Linked DNA regions of Canis lupus: region 1 is linked to region 2. Evidence: chromatin contacts called from public Hi-C data. All regions are on one chromosome and are shown on one strand. The core of a region is the stretch at or near the end of the contact, and the rest is flanking DNA. Distances in the headings are between cores, read along the strand shown.

Region 1 (6,018 bases), core at 410-2,909, 280 kb after region 2:
AGACTCAGTGAATTACCATTTGCCATGGTCTTCACCGAAGAATGATAGCTCTGAAATTCTTCTTCCACCATGTGGACTGGCCATCTGTTCGCAATAATTGCAAATTCACTTCCAGGATTCATAAAGTCTCCCTATGTTCTTGCACATCTTTGAAATGCCTCAGGCAACTGCTCTTCTCTCCAAGCCAGCAGCCGGAGCAGCCACAACAGCTGTGGGATTCACCAGGGCTTGTCTCTGTTCAATTTCTGGCAGCAGGCAACAACCGCCAAAGCCACTCTCCAAAAAAGCCTGCAAATTGTAAACCCATTAAGGCTTAACTCCTAGGGGACAACAAAGAGAACTGCCTTTGAATGTGAGCTCTGTGTGGGATCACAGAGGCCTCTGGCACCTGGGCTTGTCCTCAGGGCCAGGGTGATCTGTAGGGAAAGTTACAAGCTGCTGAGGGAATATTTTCACAGGTTTTCCAAACAAAGAATCTTTTCTTCAAACCTCCTACAACTCCTTTCTGATTGCTAATTAACCAAACCTACTGAAAAACAGGCCATTTCTGTAAATAGAATAGAAACTGCATGTATGTGGGTGGACGCGCGCACGCGGTCCTGTTGATGTGCATTCTTGTGTGTTTTGTTGATGGTTTTCGGGGATGTCGTGACACGAGGCACTGTTTAGTTTGATGAGATGGTAAGGGGACTGTCAAGGCATATCGTCTCACCTAGTGATTTTTCCTGTGCACACACAGTTTTGCAGCTGTGTTCGTGCATCCAGCATGGTTTGTGTTTGGCTTTACCTCCCCTTCTCTCGCCTGCAGCTGAGAGTTCTCACCTTAAGGTCTCTTTCACTCTGTCCTTACGCTATACCTCATCTGTCTTCCCTGTTTACTTCTATGGAATCCCTATTTAGGAAGTCTTTTCTTGGTCCATCTGTCTTAAATTACTGCCTTGTTTACTTTCCCGGATGCTTTCCCACCCAGGAACCTTCTCTCTGTTAGATGCACATGAAGATCTGAAGGCCCCATTTCCTCAGAAGCCCCTACAGGCCCCTGGCAATTTTTAGAAGGGCTGCTTCACTCCTCGGTGTAGCTTCCACTTAGTCGGAGCCTGCCAGAGCTTGGTGGCCTCTTGGAATTGTTGCTGAAGCCACCAAACCCTACCTCCTTTAACTCTGCGCTTTCCGTTATCCATGGGAAGTTTTACAAGTTTCACAATTTCCATCTGTTGGAATTTTGAAAGACCATTGCCTTTTGCTTGTTTTATCCACAGTGATGGTGCTTGTGATGAGGTTACCTATCAACTCGGTCATGGCCTTATCGGTGTTTGATCAGTATTTCTTACATTTGTGTTTAATTCTGGCGGTTTTGGCTCTGAGGCAGTGGATGGGGGAGAGAAGCTCTTCACAGGCCTCTAGTGGACATGCTGCGGAACTGCAGAAATTGTATTCAGATGCGTGAAACTGGTGTGACTCCGGAGGATCACGCAATCCCCAAAATATGTTCTTCGTTTGATTTTTTCATTTACTAGTAGAATAGTGTGTTCGAGGGCAAAGAAATGAGGAACAGTGGCTGAATTTTTCCGTCCGTCGTTCAGCTTTACCACCTAGCGCGCTTTCCGTCGCAAGCTCAAGTTGTTAGTCCAGGTTGGCTGCAAGGGCTTGCTCCTGCCGCGGGGCCTTGAGCTGCTTGAGCTGCCTGCGAGCAGGAGAGCCGGCCGCGCTGTGCTCCGCGGTCCTGCCATCCTTCGGCCCTCGCTTCCTACCACAGCTCCTGGCACTTACTCCAGACCTGAACTGACAGCCTTTCTTTGTGGTACTTGTCCTAGTTAAAACTGGGGCTTGGGGAACTATGCCACATTTTGTCTTCAGGATCTCAGTTTGTATCCAGCATCCTCCCTCCCTTCCTGCTTCCTCCTGCCGGTTCATTTCCAATTTACAGTGATTTTAAGTCCCCGGATGACCTTTTCTGGGGTATTTGAGATGTAAACCTTGTCTGGATTCAAAAGGAAAATGTTTTGCCTGGTTAAATCGGAACAGAAATGTCAGGCGACCGTGCTGATGAGAGAATTGTCTGTGGGTGGAATCGACAGAGCTCTGTGTATTTAGAATTATCCTCCCTTCTCCCTAAGAGGCCGGCTTCGCTCTTTCACAGGGAGGCCTCCGGGCCATCTTTTGGATTAAGCTTGCAGAGTATTTTCAGAGCATTGATGTGAGAAGTAATTCTGGAACAAATCAGCCCTGTGTTTACATCTATAGGGAGCTGTAGCAGCTGGGACCATGTTTTGAGCTGTCCATGGGGATGGTGAGATTATTACCTCAGTACAAGACAGACCTTGCACCAGGTTCGAGAGGACTAGGAATGAAACTTTAAAGAGGGTGACTTTACGGATGGCTGTCTAAGGTTACTGCTGTGGGATGTCTGAGACTTTACACTGGAGGGTCGAGCAGAGCTCCCGGGTCATGGTTGAGACAGTCTAAAAGCTATTGGTCACTGAGGTATTTTGTAGTGTGGCCTTTTAAGGGTGTTAAAGTGGATGGAGTTTGCTTCGCTGGAAGAGCCTCCTTAGTGTTTGTTTCACTGGGGGTAGATGAGGCATTGAGGTTCTTAATCTCGTGACTTCTTATCTCTTTAAAACTTCAGAAATGATAAGAAAAATGTTTATACGTTTGCCAAGTGTTTAATGGGAAGAACTATAGCAAGATTCTTGAAAATGTAAAGAAAGGGAAAAAATGACTATTTTAAGAGGCAGTTGAAAGGTAATGCGTTATATAGTATGGAGTAGATTAATAGACTCTTTGTCTAAACAGTGCCTGGACTAGGCTCTATATTACCTTTATACATATTGTCCAGTTTGTTTACTGAATTCTCTTATTTGAATAACAGAATCAAATTTCAAAACTAAATATCCTGACATTTTTAACAATAATCTGGCAGTAGCCTTTTGCTAAAGACTATTATGACACAAAAGTGAAGAAAATCGGAACCATTAGTTGGGTTGAAAGAATGATTTATTCTTAAAATAATGAAAGAGCACAAGTGAAATTCATCGCTAAGGATAAGTTGTTTGGAGGTTGAATAAACCACATGGTACAAATGCCCCTTCAGTTGTGGTTTTCGAAATGTGTAATCAAACATTACCATTAGTCAGAGAAAGATAAAAGGAAGGATAGGATTAAATTCTAGATCTAAACATTTGAAAATACAAATTTTCTTGGCAAAATGAGGTGAGAAGGAGGACACATACTAATATGAAGGGATTTTTCTTCATTAAGGAAAAGATGTAGAGAAGAACACAAGGCAGTATCTTATAAAACAATAAAAAAAATCATTATGCTTAAGAAAATGAAAATGCTACATGTTGAATACCTCTCAGCTCAAAACATAGAGATATTTCACTTATCCAAAATCCACTGATATGTCCACATCAGCTATATAGAAAAGACCAATAAGCAAAGCAACATAAATGTTGGTGCACTGAAGGTCTTGGGTTTTATTGATAGACCAACACCAGAGATCCTTCCAATTTCACTTATTTACTCTCATGTAACAAATAATCCCTTTTAAAAAAAGATTTATTTTTATTTTTAGAGAGAGAAAGAGAGTGTGAGTTCAAGGAGGGGCAGAGAGAGAGAATCTCAAGCAGATTCCCTGCTGAGCCAGGAGCCTAACATGGGGCCCAATCTCATGACCTGAGCCAAAATCGAGTTGGACGTTTAACTAGCTGTGCCACCCAGAACCCCCATAGTTCCCAAATAATTCTGATGCATTTAATTTCTAAAATTTTGGAGGATAAAAAACTAGAAATTTGAAGGAAAAGGAGACTACCAATGTATACACAATAGATGGAAGTGAGATGGCCAATTTGTTGATAGCAATGGGGAGGAAAAAAGTGATTATAAAAAACCAATCCGTCTCAAAAGTCCTACACAGCACTCTGGGATAAGGGTTATTCTTACTCCTCCTCGTGTGTTTCCAATACTGACAAATCTACTTAATACATATTTACATGTGTATTTGTTAGATGAATTAACATTTTATTTGATACCAAAGGTATCACCATATTGTATCTGATATTTATATTGATGATCTTTCATGATTAAGAATATATTAAATTATGTATGCATATCATGTTTTAAAAGAAGGAAAAATATATAACCTTTCAAAAAATGCTGTCATCCCAAAATGTTGGGTTTTTGAAAATTTTTAAGTTTAGAAGCTGTACTGTTAAGTCCTTTGGTTCACACATGCAAAAAACTTAGCTATCTTAAAATACCTCACTTCTGAAGTTTTGAGCTTTTAATTCTCATATGTTGTTCATGAAAAGAGTAGGATGACTTAGATGATTGTCTAGGGAATCAAAGTTCCAATAAGTTATATGTCTACACAGAATGAGGAAGATCTGCTTATGTTCAGGAGATCATAGTTTTGAGAGAAATGTGCAGGAACAGGGATATTTTATGTGTGTATTCCTATCGATGTTGTTATTTTCTGAAGAAACAGAGACTCATTTAAACTTGCCCAATCATAAAAGGAAGGATGCAGTACTCATTAGGGTCCGTTTATAAGGTATTCAAATGTAACCCTTCTCCTAGGCACATGATGGGATTGTACATCCTCTTTGAGGTTTTGCATCAGTCATGTTACTGATGAAATGTGGGGTAGAAAGAACATGGATCACTTACAGGTGGAACCTTCAGATGTGTTTTCTTCCTGCTGCTGTGATGATTGTTGAGATGAAGTCTCCAGTAGCCTGTATACCTGAGGAACTAAGGTGTAGCCAATGCTTAGTGGACATATAGAATAAGAAGTATACTTTTGTCGTGTTGAACTGCTGAGATTTGGGGGCTATTTGTTACTGAAGCATAATTTAGTCTATCCTGACTGATACAGAATTGACTATAAAGATACAGAACTATATATTCCACATCTAAGACCAGGAAATAAGATATAGTCAGGGTTCATGGGAACTGAAATGAAGATGTAGAAGAATCACAGTTCTTTTCTCCATGCTGTGGCTGCATGGTGTTTTTTGTCTTTGCTTTTCTCAACATGTCGTGGGTTATTTCCAGCCCAACTAGTCAAAACAGTTGTTTTTCCGTCCTCACCCCAGACATTATCAAATATAACTGCTGTCGTTTTTTCTTACTCTGTGTTTTGGGACACCCAGTTTAGTTTCCCTATGGTAGGAACACGATTGATTCAATGAAAGCTGCATTATGAACTCTTGATTGAGGTATCCTCCCCTATTCCAACCCACCATGGCCGTTACTAAGCAAGCCTATGGTGTACATGATTTAGGAAATCCCTAGATCTAGAAAAAATAATGGTTAGCATGCAGTGACCATTTCATACGTACCAGGCACAATTCTTTTTTTTTTTTAAGATTTTATTTATTTATACATAAAGACACAGAGAGAGAGAGAGAGAGAGAGGCAGAGACACAGGTAGAGGGAGAAGCAGGCTCCATGCAGAGAGCCCAACGCGGGACTCTATCCAGGGTCTCCAGGATCACACCCTGGGCTGCAGGCGACGCTAAACCGCTGCACCACCGGGGCTGCCCATACCAGGCACAATTCTAAGTGCTTCTGTGTGTGAACTCTTTTACTCCTTTGACAACCATGTGACATATGTATTATCATTCTCGTCTTACCGATGTGTAAACTGAAGCACAGAGAACTGCCAGGAGTGAGAGAGGCAGGATTTGAATACAGGCCCTGTGGATCCAGAGCCACATTTTTAACTGCTCTATATGGCATTAAGGTTTTCATTTTCCAAGTGCATTTGTCCTAGATAGCCAGAAATGTGTTACATACAAGCTTTTAAAAAGTATCCAGGTTGTTTTGAGTTTTGCTTTATGACTGTAGTATTATCCTTGAAGAACCATAGTTAAAACAAAGTATAAACCTTGCAATGTATTGTATGCACCATTGTTCTCAGGTAACTCCTTTAACATCTTTCTTCAGGTTCCCAGAACTGCCAGTAAGTGCTGGGTAATCTAGGACAGTGGGATCACTTCCACTTAAATTGTT
Region 2 (5,215 bases), core at 1,959-4,458:
ACTCAGATACAAAGTACCAGGACTCTTAGGGAAATACCATAGTTTTAGGACAGGTGTTCTCAACCTTTTTTTTTTTTTTTCTTTTTCCTTTTTCTGTTGGCAGCTCATTCATATTATAAGGGAAAAGAAAAGGACTGGAGTCCAGTGAACAAAATACTAATGATTTTTAAAAACTGAGGTAGAAAATAGCCAAATGATAACAGCTGGGAATTACAAAAGTACAAAACATTTCATAAACATAAAATATCACATAATCCTAAAAAAAGGTAGTTAGTGGAAGAAGAGCAATAATTAAGAATAGTTAACATGTCTCAATATAACACTGAGGACACACTAGCAGGAAAGCAACCTTCTTGAATATTATGGAAATTCCAACTGCCTGCATGTGTGCATATAGAGTAAGAATCTGTAAAGTTGCCAACAGTTGGTGGCATTGCACAACAGAGTGGAGTCCTGAATTAGAATCCTCAGTTATTTGTGGTAATGCAATAATCTTAGTCTATGAATACCAAATTTAGTAATAAGCCTTAATAACTCATTCAGCAGGTTACTACTAAGAAGCACTTAGTTGCCAGTAAAAATCCATCTATGAAATTGGCTTCATTCATATATAAGTATAAAAAATGAGTCTTGCATTTTTCCATGAAGGGAGCTCTCAAAGCCCATGAATTTGCTTTATTACAAGACTGATTTAGGGAACCCAGTGTCTGACATAGAGCTCAAAATAGACAATGTAGTGAGTGTATGGACCTAAAATATACAGAAAGAAAATAAGCATGTGTGATTAATATCTGATTTCATAAAAACATATAAAGTACAATTTCATTGATCTGATGTAAGTTTTGATACATTTTAGTATGAATTGATTTCTCAAAGCATATAACGAATTCATTCCTTTAATCACTTCAGTGATATTAAAATTGTTTTTGATTCATAAAAACCTTACAAAATTACTGCAAAACATTTCAATGTTTTTTGTTGATCTTTAGATGTGTGAATTTACAAATCAAAGATGTATCAGCTTTTTTTTAGTAAAGGCAATCACACCACAGCAAACATTCTAAACTTTTATCTGAATTTAGAAATAATTTCAGCTATGAACATAACAAATCTAACAATTTGTATTTCACTTAGGAGCAAGTGTGGTGCACTATACTATGTCAGCATCTAATGCAGTGGCAGAGTTAGGATATGACAAGAATTAAATGGAAAAGGCCTGAAGAAAGGTTAGGTAAGCCATTTTTACCAATGAAAGCATTGTGTCCCTTTGTGAATGGCACGGTGTGGTGAAATGGGGTGGATAACGGATCTTGGGGAGATGCAAAAGGACTTCGAAAAAGCCTGGCATCTTCCAGAGAATAAAATTAGAATGTTTGTTGAAACCACTTTGTCCTTAATTTCAGTAATTTCTCATTACTTACTTTTAGCAGCTAATGAGAAGGATGGAAATTACTGCAGAATGACTGAAATTTTAGTATACCTGGTATTACAGCACCCTCTATCACATGATCATATATATACAGAACATTTACATGTAGTAGTCACTTTAATGTGGGCAATATTCACTTACGTACAGCTTTCCCGGTTCTAGGGCTTAATACTTTCCAGCAAAGGGGCCAAAGGCCTATACATTTTTCCAGTTCTAGTTTCATCACTCTCTCTCCTGTAATAGCGAAGAGCATTAATGACAAAGCAATCCTGAGCTCTAAATTCTTCCAGGTGTGCGTCTAGTGCCAACAGCTTAAATGTCAGGGGAGAATTTTTTCAAAGCTATTATTATCCAGCTCTACCCCCCGGGTCCTTCCCAGTAGAAACTCCGGGTTTTAAGGCCAATGTGTTTTAAGAAGCCTTTCGGGGACTTGTGAGGCAAGCTCAACTTTAAGAATCACTGCTATAGAAGAAATGAACAGACGCTAATGTACAAATTCTGAAGGAAACGTATCTCGCTTTCACTATACACACCGATATTCAGTTAAAACGTCATTCCAATAAAACACAATCTCATGCTTGCTACCTAACGGTGTCGTCAGGCCTACAAGCTTCCAGGGAAACCTAGGTTGTCACTAAGAATTCAGTATCAGGGAAGAATTCACCTCGATTTTGCAGACTTCGGGGAAATTACGTTTCCTCTGGCTATCTAAAAGAAATGTGCCGTGCCCACAAACCCAAATTCAGCCTGAGCATTTCTGAGGCTTTGTCTGGGAAATGTCCTTAGCCTCTTTGTTTTTTTAAATGTTTCAGGCTTTTATTTAAAATCTAGTTAACATACAGTGTAACAGTTTCAGCAGAATTTAGTAATTCTGGCCTTTTTTTAAAGCAAAATTCCCACTAAGTCCTACGCTTCCCGATGGGCTCCCAACACGCCCAGCGCCCGCCCAGCGCCCAGCGCCCGCCACGGCCTTAAAGCGTGACAAGAAACAAAAGCTTTTCTATCAGAGGACAAGCTAAGCCGCCAAGTCTGTGCGACCGTCCGAGCAAGGGGAAGTGCTCCGCTCCTGACAGACGGGGACACTCACGGGGCGGGACTGGAGCAGCTCGGGAACAAGGCAGTGGAAACATAAACACAGGGACACGTTTTTTCTGGGCTTAACTCTAGAGAAAGAAATCCATTTCCTCTCCATTTTGGGATTGGGAACACACAGCGACTCCCCCACACAGACCCCTCTTCAACGTCCCGGGAAGTGTGCGGGGGACCCGGCGGGGCGGGGCGGGGGCGCGGGGGCCTCCCTTCCCGGGGGGGGGGAGGGGGGGCGAGAAAAAACCGCAAGGGCCGAGGTTTCTCTGGAAGGTTCCGAGAGAAAAGTGCGCGCGCCCCTTCTCGGGCGGTGGGAGACGCGGCACCAGATGGCGCTGCCGCACCGAGAGCCGCAGCCTGGGCGACCACGGGGGCGGAAAGAGGCGTCACCGGATCCTTCTCTTCGTGTCCCTCGCCGGAAATGCGCGCTGGCGCCAGCCGCTGGTCCCGGATATTAAGCCTTCTGGAGAGTTCCCGCGCGGGGGCGGGGCTAGGACCGGAACCGAACGGCGCCCGTCGGGCCTCGGGGCGGAAGCCCCAGGCGGTACCAGCAGGGCCGGCCCTGCGTGCGCGCGCCTCTTCACGGCGGGAGCGCGGGGCTGGGGGGCGGTGGAGAGCGTGGGGGGCGGGGCCTCGCCAGGCGCCTGCGCACTTTGGGGACGTAGTCGCCGTCGGCGTGTGCGTCTTTCTCCATCTTTGTACGTTTGCTGGCCTTGCGAGGCGGAAGTGGTGACGTAGTCGTTTTTTTGTTTTGTGTGGTTTCCCCCCCCCCCCCCCCTCTCCCGCCCACAGGGTTTGGGTTTCTAGCTGTGAGTCAGGCTTCTGGAAGTCATTGTGGAAAGTTAAGGGTACATGAGGTAAAAACTCGAGCTGTATTTTCCTCTTGACTCTAAAGCGATCCAAATGTTTGGTGGGCGCGGTCCCAGTGCTGGTACGGACCCAGCTTTTCCCTCTAAATCTCTGGACCGGCCTGATTCCACCCACTCTGCTTCTTTGAGCGTCAATCATTAGGCGGTAGGGATGTCACAAGGGAGCGCAGGCAAATTGTTCTGCGGAACCCGACACAGTTATTTAAGGAAGCGTGCTTTCGCTTTTTTAATAGTGCTTTTCAAGAATTGAAGGAGTTCAGTCGACTTAATTTTTCTGTTTTTGTCCGTGTAAACATTTTATATTGTGCTTTTTGGTGGTATAGTCCTGGTCCTCATCACACTTTGCGAGCTTCAGGAAGGCTGCGGGCACACAGCATGCCAAAGGAGGAGTCTGCCCCTTCTCCATTTTTGCCAAGTAGAGGCAAACCACTTGGATGGATGGATGGGCCGTAGTGACTAGTGAGGAGTGCTCTGTTTTGTTTTTAGCTGCAGCAGCAGGGAAACAACGAATGTCGCAGAAGCAAATCTGTATCCGTCCTGTTTTAATTTTAGATTGTAACTCCAGAAGTGTCAGCTGCAAGGTGCTTGGTTCTCCCAAGGAATTTGTTCAGCTCTGGTAAACACTTATCCCTGTGTTTCAGAGCTCCTCCTGTCCTGTGGCCTACCATAAGAATTGAGTACTTGAGAGATGCAGAGCGGAAGTAATAGAGACTTAAGTGGATAGACTAAGAGAAGCAGGTGGACTGGGGGATGCAAGGAAGTTAGATCGCCTCTAACGGCTGAATGAGGACGTTTTAGTTTCTTGATTAAACCTTTTGGGTGGTCTTGGTAGTAGGTGTAAAGAAAGCTGCCGTGGCTTGAGTGTGGGCAATATTGCAGTATCATTAGACTGACTAGAACGAGGACAAGTAGGAGGCAAGACATTCAGGAAAATGTAAAAAGGGCGGGGGGGGGGGGGAACCATAGTGATAGGTATTAGAAAACGTGAAGGGGCAAGAGTCAAAGGTGTGATAGATGTGGGAAGAGGCTGATTCGGAAGACAGAACAGTGTTAGATCTCAACCTGAGTGGTAGAATGAGGAATAAGTTCTTTATTAGAGGTTTCCGTTTTGGAAATAACTGCATATGATTGAAAGACTCCTTCATTTTGCCACCATTATATACTAGTAACTTACACTAACATAGTTCTCCATAGTTTAAAAAATGTATCCGTTTATTTTATTTATATTCACAACTAGAGGCATTTAAATCACTTGTCTGAATATACCTCAACTCTTGTCCCTCACTGTGCTTGCCTGGCAAACCTGGCTCATGGAGAAATCACGCACTTAAGTTTTCTGTGCTTGCGCCCAAGAGCTTGACGATTGGATGAGCTAATAATGATCTCACACCTAAATGGGCTCTCCATATTGTCCAGTCATCCAGCTCCTTTTCTCTAGTGACTTGACTGTTTTCTGGAAACCAAATATTTCATTATTCTTCCTTTCTCAAATTACCAACTGTCTCTTCAACCAATTACTCTGCTTCATACTTTATTAAAAAATGAAATTGTGAGTCTAAGCCAAGAATTCTTTTTTTAGCATCTACTCTGCCCACACCTGTACTTTTTAAATATCTTCCATCTACTTTTAAAGGATCCTAGGTCTTTCTATCGAATGCAAACATGATACTGTTAGTTTTTAGTTTTAGCCATTTGAGTGGGTATAGGTGTTAATTTTATTTTTGTGAAGTGTATTTAAAACTTTTGCCCGTTTTTAAAATGGAGCTTTTCTTATAATTGAGTTGTAGGAATTGTTTATATATCATGTATATTATTTATTTTGTTATTTTGT

What was found. A called contact is a pair of places that touch in the nucleus more often than the background predicts.
Region 1: a contact with region 2 is called in a Hi-C map of blood, with 5 times the contacts expected there. The contact joins the enhancer-like site here to the promoter of LOC111092485 in region 2. A contact is called at or near these places in 5 of 9 Hi-C or Micro-C datasets (amygdala, blood and skin fibroblasts).

What each region holds. Positions count from the first base shown.
Region 1 is chr25:7,063,527-7,069,544 of UU_Cfam_GSD_1.0, forward strand. All of the region lies in intron 3 of STARD13 (stAR-related lipid transfer protein 13), which reads left to right. Among named protein-coding and RNA genes, the nearest start is that of KL, 190 kb to the right of the region's middle. Within about 2 kb of position 1,660, at least 13 of the 20 cell types and tissues checked have an H3K27ac peak or open chromatin away from gene starts, as enhancers often do.
Region 2 is chr25:6,785,133-6,790,347 of UU_Cfam_GSD_1.0, forward strand. LOC111092485 reads right to left here and starts at 3,209. Exons shown (of 4, transcript XM_038574486.1): 1 at 3,168-3,209; 2 at 2,860-3,091; 3 at 1,571-1,663. The coding sequence starts at 3,209.